2 separate regions of the Mus musculus genome follow, and region 2 is linked to region 1. The links are chromatin contacts, called in public Hi-C maps. All regions are on one chromosome and are shown on one strand. The core of a region is the stretch at or near the end of the contact, and the rest is flanking DNA. Distances in the headings are between cores, read along the strand shown.

Region 1 (6,090 bases), core at 2,996-5,495:
GCATGCAAATATGAGGATATGAGTTTGGAACACCGACACCCTAACATTTAAAGAAAAGAAGGGGGAGGGGAGGGGAGGGAAGGGGGGAGGGGAGGGGAGGGGAGGGGAGGGGAGGGGAGGGGAGGGGAGGGGAGGGGAGGGGAGGAGAGGGGAGGAGAGGAGAGGAGAGGAGAGGAGAGGAGAGGAGAGGAGAGGAGAGGAGAGAAACAAGGCCTGGCTTGCCCATGCCTGTGATCTAAGCACTAGGAAAACAAGGGAATCTAGAGAGCTTACTGCCAATCCATCTGGTTAGTAAATGCCAGGTTCAGTCTCAGAAAATGAGGGCAATAGAGTGAGATATAACCTCTGACCTACACACTCACATGCACAGCCACACATGCAGACACTGGATATACACTGGGAGGAGGAGGTGGAGATGGAGCAGAGATTTCCATGCTAAGTCTAAGTCCTACACTAGGTCTGTTTAGAGTTAATGAGAGGAAGAGAAGGAGTATGCACTCACATCCAGCTTGTGCCATTTCCTTCGGTGGAAAACAGAGAGACAGATGTGAAACTTAAGCACACGAATGGCACGGACTTGACACCATCAATCCACCACACGTGTAGTACTACTTCTAGTTCAGATGCTCTTGGAATGAAGATACAAAAGGATACAGAATGGGTACCTCTGCACCATATGTCAAGTACAGCTTGATCATTCCAGACAGTAAAGGCTTGAGCCAGCCACTGCATGTCGTATTCAAGAGAAAGCTGCTTTCTAGGTAGCACATTTTTGGTTAAAAAAAAACAAAACTAAAAAACAGCGATTTTAATTTGCCATAGTATATTTTATAGACATCTCTGAACAATTAAAAGCATGTATTGAGAACTGAAATTGCTCCTGCCTGGTTGCAATTTTTACTGCCAAATATGGGGTCCACAAGAAGCACTTAACTTTAAAGGTGACCTCTGCTTTCTGGTGATGAGTCATCGTCAAGTAAGCGTCACGGATAGTCTCCTGGGCAGTGAACAGTAGATATTTGGCAGTGGACAACTGAAGGAGATGGAGGAACAAGAAACCAGAAAAAAAGCAGAAGCATAATGGGAGTAGGGAAAAGGGAACTTCCTCTGAATCCAAGAAAAAGAAGAGCTGAGCGCTTCAGCAAAAGACGGAAATAAGTATTTAAAATGAAAGGCAGGGATGAGCTGGAGGCTCAAACCTGTTATCCTTTGTGTGGGAGGCAAAAACACAACTGTCATGAATTCAGGGCCAACCAGGGCTACATAGTAAGTTCCAGGGTAGCCTACATGGCAGAATAAGAACATTACATCATTATGAACAAAACTAACTCTAGTTGCTGGGTATGGTGGTACACACTTGTAATTACATACGAGGTGGATACAGGATAATCAGGAGTTCAAGGTCAGCCTCAGATACATGGTGAGTTCAGGGCCAGTCTGAGCTACCTAAAATCCTGTCTCAAAGAAAACTAAAAACAGGAGTAGGATTCACCACATTAAAGTAGAACTGGGAGAGTTCTCCTAGACTGAAAGTCTTATAGACACGAACAAACATAAAACAGTAATTCTTGAAGATTTAAAAAGTCTTTTAAGATTTGTCATGTGTATGTCTGTCTGTGTCTGTGTGTCTGTAATTGTGCCTATGTGTGCATGCTGTATATGTGTGTCTGTGTATGCGTGTCTGTGTCTATGTATAAATGTTATGTGTGCGTGTATCTACATATCATATGTGTGGGAGGTGACCACAGAGGACAAAAGAGGGTGTTGGGTCCCCTGGAAGAGCCACTTTCCACCCACTAAGGTTGTTGAATTCTCACACTCATTGAACCACGTCAGAAAGTAAAGTAGACAAGAGAGTCATTCCTCACTACCTCATTATATTTTAATAACGGTTACATGTTAGAAAGGGGGGAAAATAGGTGTTTGCTCACTGTGGAAAAGCTAAGGAGAGGGATCATGAAAAGAAAACACTTGTATGTGCCCGTGGCCTGCATTCAGCTACTGATCATATCCAGGTTCACATAAACGTACATGCTTTGCAGAGATAATGTTGCACATGCAGGCTCCCGTTTTCAATTATGCTTTCCAATCTAAATTTACAATGCTGCCTACCAAGGAAAGCAAGATCTCAGTGTTTAACATTTCCTCATAGACTTTCCACTTCCATACCTCTCTCTGTTGATAGAAGATAGAAATGTTGACCTTTTATATTAAACATGCTTTCTACATAGAGATTTCATGTGTGCATCAATAAATTAGAAACAAGTTTGCTCTACCTTGTTTCAATGCCTTTGGGTTGTTTGTTTGTTTGTTTTTTGAGAGTCTTATCTAGCCTGTGCTGTCCTCAAAGTCTGTATAATGTAGCTAAGGCTGCCCTTCGACTTCTGATCTTGGTGCCTCTACTGTGAAAGTGTTGGGATGACAGGAACGTGCCACGATACTGGGCCAAAGTGTATCTTTTAAGGTACCCACAAAATGCAGTGCACACACTGTGAAATTAATCACTGAAGTGACAGCTCTGGTCTGGAGAGAGAGAACTCAGCTGGTTAAGTGCTTTCTATGCAAACATGAAGACCTGAGTTCTATCCCAACTCACAAGAACAAAGCCAGGCATGGTGACAGGCCTCTGGAATTCTAGTGGCCAGGAAAAGGAGACAGGAGGATCCCTAGAGCTGGCTCTCCAGCTAATCTTGCTGAAGCAATGAGCTCCAGTTCACTGTCCCATGTTCAGTGGAACCACTACCTCAAAAATAAAGTGGAGGGGACTGCAGAGTAAAGAGACTGCCCTGGGGCTAAGAGCACGCAATGTGCCTGCAGAGACTGAGTTTTGTTCCCAGCACCTATGTCTGGTAGTTCATAAGTGCCTAACGACCACTCCAGGGAATCTGACATCTCTGGCCTCTGTGAGCACTGCACTTAAGAATACAAACTCATGCTCATGCATACACATCTATACATAATATAAAATAAATAAAAATGAATATTAAATCTAAAAAGTAATAATAATTAAAGAAGACACCAATAATAACCAGTCTCTGGCCTGTATGTACACTCGCATACACATGACCCCATACACATGCATACACACCATATACCACACACACAAAACAATAACAATAATAAGTAACCTCTATTACTAATAAGTAATGTAGACCAGAGTTGGAAGAGCCTGTGTTTAGCATACACAAGGCCCTGGGTTCTCCAAAAACAAAAACAAATAAATGTTATTAATTGGCCTTTTAAGTTCTACCATCCCAGGGCCCCAGACTCTGTGTCATGCTTTCATGCAAGAGCGTGAGAGTTACTTTGCTTCCTACAATACAGCTGAGGATGCTTTCTCGAGTTGTTCAAGCAAATACAAGCCACACATGGGGTATTAACAGAAAGAAAATATTGAAGGGGGATAACAGAACTGGTTAACCATGCCCTAAGGCCTCTACCACTAGTGAATTTTAGAGACATCTTAACTCACTACTCATAAATGTCCCTGAAAAAAAAAATATTCTCTCACGTTAAGTGGAGGAAGAGACACAGGTCAGGTTTAATAGAAGGCCAAGGGAAAGGGTCAACGCAAGAGCAAGAGTTCACAGTAAAGCCAGAGCAGAGGGGGGCCAGGCACAGCCTTTCGGATCTCAGACAAGACAGGGGAAGCCCTTCCCTCTGCAGCCTTCTCCTTTGCATCCGCCCTCACCTTCAGGTCTGAAGTAAACCTGAGCCAGGAGCCTCCTGGTGCAAGCAACCCTCTCAGAACTTAACAGTCTCAGGTTTTAAGCAACTCTTAGAGCCTCAAGGTCAGCTAGGGTACACACACACACACACACACACACACAAAGAGGAAAATAGGTCGGGAAACAAGAAAAAAGGAAACAAGTCACTTGGCAAACCAACCTCCACGGAGAATTAGCTTCTGAAAATCTTCTGAGCAAACAATTCACACCATAAAACAGCTGCTGCTTGCCATCTGCGGGTCCTAATCAACACACGCACATACACACACACACACACACACACACACACACACACACACACACATATATACTTCTGCCCAGTGGTACCCTGGCTCCTAGCTATTTCCTGTCCCCTTCAACCTCCTAAGCAATTCTTGGTCAAAAAAACGAAGTCACAAACTTACAGGCACTGACAGTGTTTTCCTAGGGTAGATTCTGTCCAAGACGTTATGACAGTAACAGAAAAAGAGCAAGCAGGCCTTCAAGTCCTGACGTCTGCTCACCACTTTCAAAAACTGGCTCCTGACCTTATTCTCACTTGGGTCCTTCAGGTCCAGTCGGTGAACTCTGGACCTTTACTGGACCAGATCAAATCATTTCTAGAACCACTGTACCACATTTTATTTAGTCTTTCTGTTCCTCTCCCCCAGCCTCAAACGAATGACTCTGTGCCAAAAAAAAAAAAGCGGGAGGGGGGAGAGAAAGAAAAAGTTGCTGTTTGAGAGAGTATCAGCATGCTTGATTCATGCCAAAGTTTACAGCATAGTTCTATCCTGAGCCACAGCGAGGATGGGCCGTTGTGGGGGAGGGAAATGGAGCCAGGCAGCTGTTTTTTCAATAAACTCTAGCAGAATCCCGCCCACTTCCTGCACTGGCTTCAGGGACCCCAGCAGAGAGGAGGAGGAGGCAGCCAGCGAGATCTTCCTCCTCCAAGACTCAGGCTACTGCCTCCCTGGCTCGGACCCTCCTGATCCACCCCTGAACCTCAGGAGGGCAGCCAGAGGGTTTGTCCCAGCTCCTTTGGATGTTTATTTCTGGTCTCCAACTCCCAGGAGAGTTTCACCTCCTCTCTCCCTAATCTTAGCCCTCCCCACGCTCCACCCTCCCCCGCCCGTGTATCCTAGCTCTGAGGCACACCAGGCATGACTGCAAAAGCAGGGAAGGGAAGGGAGTGCGTTTCTCATCCCACACCTTCCAAGAATATGCTGGCCTTCCCTCTCTGCAGCTGTGGTCATCAGTCCCTCGGCTCCTCAAGCCAGCCTTTCCTCAGGCAAAGCCTCTGAGTTCAGTTTCTTTTCTGGAGTGGGAAGGGAGGGCAGGAACATGAGAAGGCACGGAAAAGCTGCTGCGCCCACCAAGACCAAGCAAGCGGCTCAGTCAGCCCTAAAGCTTTAATTTGTTAACTTAGAAACCCCTGGGGCATTGCAATCAAAGGAGGGCTCCACCCAGCAACACCTCTGATTACTTTTTTCCCTTCTAGTGGGCAAGTAAAGAAGAGGGGAAATTAGGACAACCGTGTGCAAAACAGAACTACTCCATAACACGGACTTGGCTCTCACAAGGTCCAGATTACGGACTCAACACCTCCATGCCTGTCCAAATGGAAAGAGAAAATACTCAGGGTGCAACCTAGATCCAGCTGCCCAGACAGCCTGCCAACCAGAGCATCAGTAAACCCCAAATTGCTGCTCAGGCCCCAGATGGCTTTTTCATTCCTTCTTTCTTTTTAAAGTTCTTTAGGGTTTTCTAGTTCATACTGGTAAACTGACTCTTTCATATCCTGGTTTTAATATGCGCGAATCAATAAGCAACAAACCCTTGGTGTGAAAGGGTCTGGTATAAGCATAGAAGTTTATACACAGTGACTGTGCAAGAAAATCAATCTTTCTTTTAAAAAGTCTCAGATCTTTCATAAATGACTCAACAGTAACCAAAGAATGAAAATGATTATGTCATAGTTCTGTTAATGATTGAAATATAAATTAAAAAAAAAAATCAGGCTCGAGGAGATGGCTCCGTCCATAAAGTCCTTACTGAGCAAGGGCAAATATGATGTCCTCAGTCTGATCTCCAACACCCACATGAAAGACAGGCACAGCTGTGTGCTCCAGAAATCCAAGAGCTGGGGAAAGGAAGGTGGGAGGGCCCCAGGGCTCCCTAGCCAGCTAGCCTGGCTCAACTGGTGAGTTTGGGCTCCCAAGAAAAATCCTGTCTCAAAAAAGAAAAGGTGGGAAGCAACTAACAAAAACATTACTTTGACCTTTGACCCCAGGCACATGAATATAATCACCTACTCCCCGCCTCTCCCTCCCCCTCCCCTCTCTTCCCCCCCTCACCACACACACACACACACACTACATGA
Region 2 (5,986 bases), core at 394-2,893, 440 kb after region 1:
CTCTGTCTCTCTGTCTCTCTGTCTCTCTCTCTCTCTCTCTTTCTCGGGTGGGAGTCAAAGGATAACTCTTGGAGGTCCTGGGAATTGAACTCAGGTCATTAGGCTTGGTGGCAATCACCTCTTCCCGTTGAGCTACCTCACCTGTTTCCTAACGTTTTCAAGAACCTCACACAGACACCACCCTTTCAGCGGTAACTCACAAATGGTGGGTTTACATTAAACTGCCACAAAGCTTCTTCTAAACGCCTGGAGTTGCATGTTCTTTGACTTCTCCTTTTAATTATGGTGGACTGGGAACTTTTCCAGATTTTGTGACATGTACCCAGGCATGTTAATCGTCCAAGTTACCATCGGGAGAAGGTTTGTTGCAAGTTATCATCAGGAGAAGGTTTGTGCAGCACCTTCACCGTTTTGCTGGTGCTCTCCTGGGTGAGCAGGATGGAGTTATCCCCAGCCAAGGATCAGGCCAGGGCTTTATCCATGTGTACCACATGACAGAGTCATCGCTGTCACTCCGCTTCCCATAGATACAACACGTCCTTGACTATATATTATCCTTTATTACAAGTCAGGGGTCAGCACATTTTTGTTTTTCTTTCTGTTTTCCAGTGAACAGCCAAACAGCAAACACTTTGGGGGGTCTCTACAAACCACACAGGAAAAAGCACATTTTGTTCCTTGCCAGTTGCAACTGCCTTTGCCTTTCACTTTCCTGGGAGGAATTGTTCATCTGCTTCAATTGTTCAGCTCTGCCACTGCAGCCCATCCTTAGGCATAGATGATGTGTAAATAAACGAGCATGGCTGTGTTCTAATAAAACTTTATTTATAAAACAAAGCCATGGACCAGCTTTACTGAAAAGGCTGTAGTAAGCTGGCTCTTTGTATCTATGGCATATACATATATAAATTAATATTTTAATAGCCCATTACTTTGCTTATTATTACTAATTATTATAGTGTGTATGATGTGTGATTGGAGAATAGACACACATGTGTGGATGGCAGAGGACAGCTCTAAAGAGTCAGTGTCCTTTAGGTCCCAGGGGTCAAGCTCAAGTCATCAGGATTGTGTGGCAAGAGTTTATGTGCTGTGCCCTCTCACTGGCCCCTGTCATTATCTTAGAGCTGTTGGCATTGGCATTTATTTCTCACTGCATGACAGACAGATCGGACCAGTGTAGTGTAGAGTCATTCTATATGTAGATAATGGAGACTCATTGATATCTTCCTGATAGGATCAATCAGAAAGTGAGTGGAGACACAGACACAGCCTCTTAGATCCAATGTTTGCTGTTGTGTCAGTGTTTTCCAGAACACGTCTCTCTCCGTGTAGCTGGCAAGAAAAAAGACATTCTGGAGTCACATGTGTTTGAGAAACTCCACATGACCCGAGCTTAAGAAGGCCTTCTGTGTTTGTTATGAATCCCCAAGTAGGGATTAAAGTCTGATAAGTTTTCCAAACATTTTGGATGCCAGATCATTTTAAGGTTCTCATCAAAGAAGCTCTTAGAACCCATGCTTCTCACATTGGCTTCTGGAAAAACCTTCACTGAGCAAAACCACAAACTACAGAGAGGTCATTCAGGGAAGAAATACCAACCTGAAGCCCTGGATTAGACAGAGCACAGGTTCTGATCAGGCCTTGACCCAGTGAAGTGACAACTGACAGGACCTGTCACATCCTAGGCCCGAGTTCAGTCAAAGTCTCCGCACATAACTGCCTCTGCTGTTTTTCCTTCTAAGAGGAATTGCTAATCTGATTGGTGACCGTCCAAATGGAAGGTTGGCCTTTTTCTCTAATAACTTCTTCAGTGGAGGACATAGGCTCTGGCTGAGATGCAACACACAGTTTGGTTGAAGTTCATATTTCATGAAGAAACACTTCTTTTTATGATGTCAAGTGCAGGCTGTTTTATTTGAGTCAATCAAAGAACTTCTATCCCTGGAGAAACATTTTGGTAATGTTTTGAAGGCATTATGACTGGGAACCCAGAGATACCTGTGCCATAACTATGAACATTTCACCTCCCTACAGGATTTCGCAGTGAGGATGACCAGGAAATAGTACCATCATGCTCTTACCAATTAAAATCCACATTACTGGTGACACAAGTGTTATCAAACTCGAACAATGGCTTCTTTGACAAAACCAGATAGGAGTCCGCACACAGTTGAGGCCCACAGACTAAGTGAGGCCTTCACTTCACCCTTATCACCAAACCCATGGGTACAGCCCACAAACTCACGTCATGTGAGGATCTAGAGCCTAATACCATGGCTGACCCCCAAGGGATTCTGATTCAACTACTGAAGAAGTGTTGAACTTCTGTAGTTCCGTATCGTAAGTATAAAGACCTTCCTCCAGACCCACCACTGAGACCTGTGTAATGGTTCTGGACCAGGACAGAGGTGTGTTAATGGGGGTCGTGATGGAGAACTGTTTGGGTAGGAAGGAAGATTGCAAGTGAAGAGGAAAGGTGTCCCATCAGGCAGCTGGGGTAAATGGAGAAGTCAGTTGTGTAAGTTTCCATTGTGTTGCTATGACAAAGTGCCTGACAAAAGTGACATGAGTAAGGAAGGTTTACTCTGTCTCAACAGTGTAAGGTCACACTCAGTCACGGAGGAGAAGGCATGGTGGCAGGATCTTGTGGTAGCCGGTGGCACTGTGTCCACAATCAAGAAACAGAGAGAGAGAGATGGATGTTGCTGGTTCTCATTTCTCCCTTTTGTTTGGTCAGAGGCCCCATGGATAGTGCCATTCACACTCAGGGTGGGGCGTCCCTACTGTGTTAAAGTTTCCTGGAAAAAACTCTCACTGACACATCCAGAGGTGTGTTTCCATGGTGATACTAAATCCAGCTGAGTTGACAATGAAGAGTCACTAGCATGTCATAGGGGCCACTCACTTTCACTGGGAACTTGTGTTTCACAGAGGAAAATCGCAACCACACTCAGCTCTACCCCCTTATGATGCTGGAGATGGTGGAAACACGCATGATGACGGAGCTACTGAAACAGCATCCCAGACTGTGTTCTAACGTGTTCCCGCCTTGAACCCCGCTGCAACATTGAAATGTTATCTCGGTTTCATTCCCCTTCTGGCTCCTTTGAGCATCTACAAGCTCAGGGCAGGGATCTGGGTTCCCAACTCACACAATTACATCGAGGGCTTTTTCTGTTTCTCTTTTTCCTTCCTTCCTTCCTTCCTTCCTTCCTTCCTTCCTTCCTTCCTTCCTTCCTTCCTTCCTTCCTTCCTCTCTCTCTCTCTCTCTCTCTCTCTCTCTCTCTCTCTTTCTTTCTTTCCTTTTTTTTAAGCAACTAAGTCAAAAGGCATAGCAGACTTTGAAGGGATGGAATGACCCAAAAACACCCCTCCCTGGAGTTGAACAAGCCTAGTCTAATTAACATTGCTACAGGGAGGCACTTAATTTTCCTAACAAACACATACCTCGCAAGACACTAAGCAGTAAACAAGTTCTAATAAGTGATCAACAGGCAGGGTTTCCAGCAGTTGCTTTTGGACGGTCAGGGTCTTGGGCTGTATTTTTTTCCATTATTAAAGCAGGCGGGGAAGGGGTGTTGGTGCAGGGAGAAGCTGGAAATTACTGCCAGAGCAGATCAGTTCCACTAAAAATGCCCCAAACAGCACTCTCTTCCCCTGCCCTGGAAATTATGTGGCTCGCTCCACCCTTCTAAATTACACTGTCCTGATAGGCTTTATTTTCCAACTAAATATACAGAATGGAGATATTACCTGATAATGTGACCTGAGCTGCTTTTGGCCAGTCTCATGTTTTTTTCCAATAACAGCACAAGAGTCTGGATGATGGGGCCTTTAGAATCAACAGCCAGCATGGCTTTGTCCTGTGTGAAAAGCGCGTTGCCAGCTTCTTGTACCTCAGAACAGAGATGAGCCCCAGGGGCTGTGGCTATAGCCTGGATGTGATTTTGCACAAATCACAGCCAAAGAAGGGGCGTGTACATATATCACATTTGAATTTTGTCCAATGTGTCTCTCTCTCCCTTTGTGCCTTCATAAATAATCCAGAGCCTGCAACAGAGGAAAAGGAGGTGGTGAAATCACTTCCCAAGCTTAAAGTAATCATACCTGGGTGTGGAAACGGCAGCCAATGGCTTTGAACGCTGGTTATGATTTGGGACTGGGTGGACTTGCTGAAAAACCCACCTAGAGAAGAACCCTAACTGGTCCTTCCTGCCGAGATGAAAACATCCAATTCTGAAAGGAAGTCTCAAGAAAGGCAATCATTTGTCCCCAGCTGGTACAATCGTTTAATAAAATGCCTGCTGGGTTTCTAGAAGTAATATTTTGCTCTCTTCAGCAACAGTAAAAATTACCCAGACATGGAGGTGATGGTGGGGGTAACTCTGTATGTAATACCATACAGAACGTTCTCAACTTGAAGTGTAAGATGCACAGAGATAGTTATTTGTTCTATGAAGATGTGAGGGAAAAGTTTCAGAGACACATAGTAAACGGGAGAAGAAAAACAAAAACAAAAACAAACCAAAAAAAAAAAAAAAAACTGAATCCCAGCAGAAGGGCTAAGCCATTTTGCTATTGTAATAATTATTCTTCTAATGTTTTAATCAAAGGCAGCAGCCTGTCTCTCCCCTCATCTATATTCAAGCCACCACACTTTGTAGGTGTTAATCTCCACGCCTCCAGGCTGTTAGGAGGGAGAGGAAATTGGCAGTCCCTGAACTACAGAAGCCTGGAGGAGAACAGTACCTAGCATTGCCCTTAATTATCTCGATTATGCTAATACATGTTGTTTGTCTACAGCTAGGAGAGGACAGGAACAGGGAGGCAATCAGAAGCGTTGCTTTTTAGGAAGATTTGGCCAATGCAGGTTTAATAATTTAAAAAAAAATGTAAAGATGGATTTCGTATTTAGTAGAATGAAAGAACAAACTAAGACTCTGTCATGATAATCCCAGCTAGCATGTGCTTTCTTAATCGCTTGCCCAACATTAGTGAGCAAACAGATATGTCCAGTATATGCGAAAACATACGCATATTAGACACAATGGGCGGTACAGGCGGGGGCAAAGTATTTACTTTCCAGGAGCTCAATAAGTACATGAAAATTAAACTAGATAAGATGAAAAATTGGTGTCACATTTATTCAAATTCAATTGAAACACATTTTGAGCTATCTATCCATGCAAAAGATAATGATGCTATTTAGCATTCGCAGCCCCAACTCAAATCATTTTCAGAACAGAATGCAAATATGTACGAGTCTTTATTTGTTTTCTGTTATTGTTGTTATTGTTTTCATTTCAATATCAAAGTAATTAAACTCCTTACAAACAAACAATTCCCCCCCCTCAAAAAAAAAAAAAAAACAAAAAACAAAAAACAAAATCCCTAAGGGTGTATTTGAGCTCTTGGTTTGAGGGGTATCGTGCCCATCTCCACTGCAGGAGTAAGAGGCAGCTTCCTTTCTCGGCTTGAATCAGTGCAGGACTCTTTGTTATCCATATTCAGGGTAGGTCTTCCTTCTTCCCTTAAACTTTTCTACAAACATCCTAGAAGACCCGCCCAGAAGGGGCTCTCCTTGGTGCTTCAGTGAAGCTTGCAAAGATGAATAATCATCAGCGGCTGGGCCGCTCTTCTAATTCCTTTTCAAACAACCCAGGTCTGATCCAGCCGAGGCTACCCAGCTAGACACAAGCCAGTCGCTATTGAGGCCTCAATAGTCACACACATGCAGGGTGTGTCACTGTATCTGGGACAGAAGAGAGGGAGGAGAGCCTGTACTATTCCTTTTTTTTCCAGCCTCTTCGGCGGTTGCTAGGCCCTGTGGCAACTATCCGGAAGGCAAGCTTTTCTCTGACTATGGCCTGAGCTGTCTGAGCTACACATAGCCCAGTCATGCTGGGATAGGAAGCAAGCAGGAATTTGTGGGGATGCCCAGGCTTTGGACAATCTTCTGTCTGCTGAGTTAATGCCAGCCAGG

What was found. Hi-C and Micro-C count contacts between places; a contact is called where the count stands out from the background.
Region 2: a Hi-C map of uterus shows a contact between it and region 1, with 3 times the contacts expected there. The contact joins two enhancer-like sites. A contact is called at or near these places in 2 of 484 Hi-C or Micro-C datasets (muscle stem cells and uterus).

What each region holds. Positions count from the first base shown.
Region 1 is chr13:28,753,391-28,759,480 of GRCm38.p6, forward strand. All of the region lies in intron 3 of 2610307P16Rik (RIKEN cDNA 2610307P16 gene), which reads right to left. Among named protein-coding and RNA genes, the nearest start is that of Mir6368, 46 kb to the left of the region's middle. Within about 2 kb of position 4,246, at least 286 of the 459 cell types and tissues checked have an H3K27ac peak or open chromatin away from gene starts, as enhancers often do. A contact at or near this core is called in uterus, where this site is marked.
Region 2 is chr13:29,191,203-29,197,188 of GRCm38.p6, forward strand. It overlaps a transcript of Cdkal1 not described here. Among named protein-coding and RNA genes, the nearest start is that of A330102I10Rik, 180 kb to the left of the region's middle. Within about 2 kb of position 1,644, at least 3 of the 459 cell types and tissues checked have an H3K27ac peak or open chromatin away from gene starts, as enhancers often do. A contact at or near this core is called in uterus, where this site is marked.